2 separate regions of the Sus scrofa genome follow, and region 1 is linked to region 2. Evidence: chromatin contacts called from public targeted proximity ligation data. All regions are on one chromosome and are shown on one strand. The core of a region is the stretch at or near the end of the contact, and the rest is flanking DNA. Distances in the headings are between cores, read along the strand shown.

Evidence for each region.
Region 1: a targeted proximity ligation map of alveolar macrophages shows a contact between it and region 2. A contact is called at or near these places in 1 of 47 Hi-C or Micro-C datasets (epiblast stem cells) and 1 of 2 datasets of targeted methods (alveolar macrophages).

The regions. Positions count from the first base shown.
Region 1 is chr5:91,003,950-91,007,583 of Sscrofa11.1, reverse strand. The region is part of intron 2 of LOC102159120 (a long non-coding RNA gene); the gene reads right to left. Among named protein-coding and RNA genes, the nearest start is that of BTG1, 190 kb to the right of the region's middle.
Region 2 is chr5:90,437,323-90,440,659 of Sscrofa11.1, reverse strand. It overlaps LOC110260821 (a long non-coding RNA gene), which reads right to left. Exons shown (of 3, transcript XR_002344330.1): 1 at 3,107-3,337. Among named protein-coding and RNA genes, the nearest start is that of PLEKHG7, 130 kb to the right of the region's middle.

The DNA.
Region 1 (3,634 bases), core at 489-2,988, 570 kb before region 2:
TATGTTTTTAAAAAGTCGTTTAGAGCATGAAGTCACATGACTGAAATAATTATTTCATTATTAGTCTCACATATATAATGTTCAATTATTATTTTCTCTTAATGACAAAGGGGGAAATCTCGCATTTGAATGAATCAATTGGGGCCGTGATTGGGGCCATTACTCTCTTATCCCTAATTCAATATTCATTATTTCAGTTAAACTATAATGACAATCTTCATTCAGTTTAAAGACTTCATGGGGCCAGACACTAGGTATGCAGTCAATCAGAAGACATTATTTTTAGTCTATTTAATATAGCACCACCCCAATTCAATGCTACATTTCCCAAGACCTCAGTGTGTGTCCTATTTTTGAAGGCTGAAAATATCTTTAGCTTAATCTTGCACTTTTGGCTGAGTCAGATAAGTTATTCTTAAGTCTGACATGCTTCCCTCAAGTTATGAAGGAAAACATTTTCAAAAATAGGAGTAACAGAAAAGGAAGGAAGGAGGGAAGAAAGAAAGAGAGGAGAGGAAGTAAGATATGTACTCTGAATATGCATGCATATTCCTTCAACAGAAGTAAATATATCTTCTACACTGTTGAAAGTGTAGAAGTCTCCAAGTAAGTCAAGGCTATGAATCTCCCAAATGATAAACTAGCTACCTGCCTGGGCATGCTAGGTTCTAATTTTTATAGCCTATCATATAATGAGCCCTGTTCAGTGACTTTCAGCACTATGGCAGTCTATATATGTCATGACAAGGATAGTTTAAAATTTACTGAGGTTTGCTTCTAGAAAACAGTGTGCCTTACAGGTAAGAGAATGATTTTATGTAACAGTAAGGAGGGCCAGACATGTAAAGGGCACTCTCCTAGCCCAAGAGTAACCAAAACATGGCCTTTTTTTCCCAAAGAGGTTACAGTTCAGTGGAGACATAGGAATGAATATAAATCATTATGATATAAAGTATGGTGTGCATGGCAAATGCAAGTCAAAAGAGTCATTAATTTTGACCTCAGTAGGGATTGAGAACGGCTTCCCAGAAGGAAGTAACATTGAGTGTGGTCTCAGAGATCAATTAAACGGAGAGAAATGGAAAAACCTTGAAGACTGGGATTGATAATTTCAACAAAGATGCAGAGTCAGGAGAAAAGTAAGTCCTATTTAGGGAGCAGAATTGTTTCTTATGGGTAAAATACATGGTGACTCAGAGAGCTTAAGGCCAGACATTAGGGTAGAAAGAGGGCTGAGATGAGCTATGGAAAGGCCTCAGGAGCAGATGGAGGGATGTAAACGCTGTTCTGTAACCAACGCTGTAAGCAGAGAAAGAGCACAATCAGTTTGGGGTTTGGCAAAGATAGTTCTAAGAGCAGTGTCTACAAACTATTAGAAAGGAGATGGGTCAGAAGCAGACAAACACTGAGAAGTCAGTTGCAACTGTGTGGGAAAGAGGAAAAAAAGGGTAAAGGGGCTTGCACTGAGGACGTGACAGCAAGAACAGAAGACAGTAAGAGACAGGTCAGGTGTTACCAGTAGAACTTGAAGACAGATGTCATAGGAGTGAGGAAGAGGAGTCAAAGGCAATCCCCGAGGGTTCCTGCCCCACGGTCGGGGTGGATAAAGATCAAACACATTTACACCATTGTGGCTTTGCGAAGCCCTTCCTTCCCAATTTACCACCTACAGATAGTCCAGCCCTCTTTCAAAGCTCGGGGCACAAACCTTTCTGCATAGCAGCTTCCCAGATGCCCTGTCCTATGCTTCACCCCAAATGCACACAAAATACTATTTTTACTTCTCCTTTCTGTCGTAGGAGGTTACTTACATGTCTGCGTCACTGTGGGTATGTAAGTGCTTTGAGAAACCAAGTTCCACTCGTGTTTGTATTTTCATAATACCCAGTGTGGTAACTGTTCAACAAATGCACGCTACGGCTATTTCAGTTGAGACATTGCTCAATACTGTCATGATCAAGATGATTCAAAGAGAGGCGATACTGAGCAATGATTCTCAAAGTGCGGTACCTGTGTTAACTGGAGAAATATGGAAAATGATTTGGAGTATGGAAAGATTTTTAATGCTTTCTATTTTAAATTCCCAAAATGGAATAATACCCAGAAATGTAAAAATAATGAACTACGTTACATGACTAGGATAAATCACAAAAATATTGTGTCGAAGAAATAAGCTAAACATGAAAGAATGCCTATCACATGATTTCAGTTATATGAAACTCACAAGCAGGAAAAGTAATCTATATTGATAAGAATCATAACAGTAGTTGCCTATAGACGTAGGATTTGACTAGAAGGGTGGGCGAGATAACCTTCTAGGGTAATGGAAAAATTCTATATTTTAGATTAGGGAATTTTACAGGGTTTTTTTTTTTTTTTTTTTTTTTTTTTTTTTTCAGAAGTGTTTGTATTGTAACCTTAGGATTGTAGTGTTTAACTCTGAGTAAACTTTATCTCAATTCAGGGGGAAAAAAAAACCATTCAGGGTTTGAATTTGAATACCATCTCGGTATTGTTCTTATTTTACTAGAGTATGATGACAACATTATGTAAGAACATGTTCATAATATTGAGAGATATTTACTGACATATATGTGGGTGAAATGATGGATGTCCAGATTGCTTTAAAACAGTTCCTGGAGTTCCCGTCATGGCGCAGTGGTTAACGAATCCGACTAGGAACCATGAGGTTGCGGGTTCGGTCCCTGCCCTTGCTCAGTGGGTTAACGATCCGGCGTTGCCGTGAGCTGTGGTGTAGGTTGCAGACGCGGCTCGGATCCTGCGTTGCTGTGGTTCTGGCATAAGCCAGTGGCTACAGCTCCGATTGGACCCCTAGCCTGGGAACCTCCATATGCTGCGGGAGCGGCCCAAAGAAATAGCAAAAAGACAAAAAAAAAAAAAAAAAAAAAAAAAAAACAGTTCCTAAAATATGAACATGATTCAAAAGGAGATAATGAAAGCAAATATGTCAAAATATTTATAGATGGGAATCTGGGTGAGGGGTTGATGGGGATTCATTTTACTACTCTAATTATGTGTGTATTTAAATTTTCAAAATACATATTTTGAAAATACAATTTTCTTAGTAAAACATAAATCACCACCTAAATATCAAACTCCATACTCAAACAGCAAATTCTTTTGCCTCCAACTTGATTTTTTTTTTTTTTTTTTTGTCTTTTGTTGTTGTTGTTGTTGTTGTTGCTATTTCTTGGGCCGCTCCGCGGCATATGGAGGTTCCAGGCTAGGGGTTGAATCGGAGTTGTAGCCACCGGCTACGCCAGAGGCACAGCAACGCATGATCCGAGCCGCGTCTGCAACCTACACCACAGCTCACGCAACGCCGGATCGTTACCCACTGAGCAAGGCAGGGACCGAACCCGCAACCTCATGGTTCCTAGTCGATTCGTTAACCACTGCGCCACGACGGGAACTCCGTTTTTTTTTATTTTTTTTATTTTTTTTTTTTTTTTTTTTGTCTTTTGTTGTTGTTGTTGTTGTTGTTGTTTTGCCTCCAACTTGAAAACACATCCACAGTTCATCAAGTCTGCCGCCTCCACTGCTGTCTCCCTGAATTTCATCTCTCAGCAGAACTATTAGAGTAACCCCCGAACCACTCTCCCTATGTCCATGG
Region 2 (3,337 bases), core at 705-3,204:
AAGTCACAGAAAATAGACCTTCCACCAACTCCGGTCTCTAACAAACAAAGCCAGCCCAGAAGAGGCTCTTAGTGCTTGGCCATGGATGTCTTAGAGCATCCTGAACAAAGAAAGTGAGATGGCTGCTGAAATCCACTAAAACAATTACAAGGGGGTTTTGTTCATCTTTTAATAGAGCAAAGATATTTAATTACATTTTTAATAAACTATTTGAATTAAACATTTAACAAGTCATAGGGTAAATTAGGGAAGTTGAATAAGTCTGCCACAAATTTTTCAAGCTCACTTTGTCCAACAAAGTAAGTTCAGTGTCTTTCTTATAAAGTTAACTTTTGTGTCCACAAAGCTTAGGACATAGCAAATGCTTACTGAATGAGTACATGAAAAAACATGAGGAGTTGCCATCATGGCTCAGTGGTTAACGAATCCGACTAGGAACCATGAGGTTGCAGGTTCGATCCCTGGCCTTGCGTAGGCGTTGCTGTGAGCTATGGTGTAGGTTGCAGATGCAGCTTGGATCTGGTGTTGCTCTGTGGCTGTGGCGTAGGCCAGTGGCTACAGCTCCAATTAGACCCCTAGCCTGGGAACCTCCATATGCTGCAGGTGCAGCCCTAGAAAAGACAGAAAGACCAAAAAAAGAGATATGCCCTACCTAGACTATCTCCAATATCAGTGATGACTCTTAATTATGGTTAGTGTGTAAACTGGTTATCTCTGACTGTGTAACAAATCATTCCAAAATGTAACTGCTTCTGGAAGTTCCTGCTGTGGCTCAGGGGTTAACAAACCCAACTAGCATCCATGAGGACATGGGTTTGATCCCTGGCCTTGCTCAGTGGGTCAAGGATCCAGCGTTGCCATGAGCTGTGGTGTATGTTGCAGACACAGCTCGGATCCTGCGTTGCTGTGGCTCTGGCATAAGCTGGCAGCCACAGCTCCAACTGGACCCCTAGCCTGGGAACCTCCATATGCCGCAGGTATGGCCCCAAAAAAGACAAAAAAAAAAAAAATGTAACTGCTTCAAACAACACTTATCATGTCACAGTTTGAAACAATTAGAAGTTTGATGTGTATCTGAGTTTAGAGAATAATAGGTAATATTTATTAAGCACTAACTCTATGCCAGACTATTTCAGCAGCTGTATGTATTTATTTGTTTAATCTTCAGAACACCCTGTGGTGGTTACTCGTATTAACCTACCCTACAAATGCAAAAAAATGGGCATCGTGAGGTTGCCTAACTCAATGAAGGTCATACGGCCAATAAAAAGCAGGCCTGGGATTCAGACCCAGGCAGTCCAGCTCCAGAGGCCAAACTCCTAACCTCTAACAGACTGCTTACAAAGATAGGAAAAATAACAACAATCTACTCTTTGAAGATGAAGCTAATACAGTGAAGGCTCCCCCTCTCATCACTGTCATATATAGGTTACTTCATCTCCCCAAGACAGATGATTAGATTTGCAGAGACCTATCGTCCCAATGAGCATGACGGCTGCCCGTATTTGATGGTGAAATCAGTGGCCATGGGTCTGGTTTTCACGAATTAGCTCAAAGGAGTTCCAACCTATAACCTTAATAGTATTTGAACCAATGGACCAAACTGAATCTTATTCCATGTAAAAGATAAAGGATGCATTCATTAATGTAAAAACTGCAACCAGATCTACTGATAAAATGCCTAAACTCCTAGGAGGAAACAGTACCTACCCTCTCAGACCAAACAAAGACTAAAGGTGCTGGCAAGCCATTTAAAAAAGCCAATCTCCTATAAATGAGGGTCTTTATTCCTACCCTTCCCCTCCAAGAAACAGGAAAATCTCTCTCTCTCATTCTCACGGATATTTTGCACTAGAGGAAGCAAGTGCATGTTTTTTCGATCAAACCAAACAGGGTGGTAGGAACAATGGGTCTTGAGCAAGGAGGACTGAGTTCACGCCGCCAACTTGCTGACTCACTGACACAGCTCTTCACCACTCCTGGCAGCAACTTCCTCATTACAATAGCAAAAAATAACGAGAAATTCCCTGAGTGTAAAAAATCGACGATCCCTAGAAATGCATATACAATTGCCACTTCTTTTATTCAGGTGATAGATGCTATCATGCTTTGTAAGAGTCTGCTTATTAGCTACACAAGATTAAAAAATCTCACAAAACAGGATATGAGAATGTATCATTTATCAGAGGCCAGAGACAATGTCAGTTCTGAGAAAGACAGCAGCATTCAAAAACCCAAGACCTGCAGAGAGTTTCTCATTACTCTACTCTGTCACATGGCAGGGGAGTACAATACTAGATGACAACACAGATTCCACCTCCCTGCCCCCCTCCCACTACGTATTGGTCATGGAACTGGGGAGGGGGGCCCTGGTCACAAGGGACGTCTGAGAGCAGCAGCTGCTGAGGAAGTCAGAGCCCATCTTCCTACTTCGACTCATGGATATATGGAGCCAAATATGTTTTTGTTTAAGTTTTGTTATGAGAACTGCAGTGACGGGGATGAAGTCTATTAAGTAATAGGGAAAGAAGAATATGAGAAATAGAACCCTGCTGACATGACAAGTAGGAAGGGTTAGAGGCGGCTCGGGAAACGGGGATCACCACTGAGACTCCACGTCTGACGTAAGGGAAACATCAGTGCCCAGGGAGCGGGTGTACCTCGTACCTAACTGAACGATTCTAGGTAAGTCATCCTACCCCCTGTTTATGAAATGAGGAGGTTTTCTAACCGAGTCCTTAGCACAGTGGTGTCTCATGGAAAAACCAGGTGGGTGGAGAGAGACACAAACCCACGAGGGTCCTGCTCTCAACTCCCCACTTCCTCTTCCGACACAACCACTTTTGCTTTTCCCTGTTTTACACTGAAGTTGAACAAAAAAAAAAAAAAAAAAAAAAAAAAAAAAGTTTATTTTTTAACTTGTGCTATTTTAAAGAATAAAGTGTTTGAAAACACCTAGGCTGGATGACCTCAAACATTTCCAACTCTTTCCATGAGTCTACCCACATATTAACAAATAAGCAGGCATTCACTTGCTATCTCAATTCGTTTTCACACTCCTAGCAAACATCTCAGGGTAAATTCACAGCCATTCTTTGAATCTGACCTGTTTTTCCTCTTGTTCAGCTGTGGATTCTGCAGTTCCTTGACAAACACTTCTAAGTTATAAAAATCACCATCTCTCTCCACTAGAAAATGAAGTTGTCCACCACGTCTTCTGGCCATAAAACTGATGTGACTTTTTCTATCAACTTCCTCAACTCATTATTCCCCTTCTGCTTCACCACGTTCATAATGATGATGGTTATTATTCATGAGGGCATGGCAGAATCCCTGG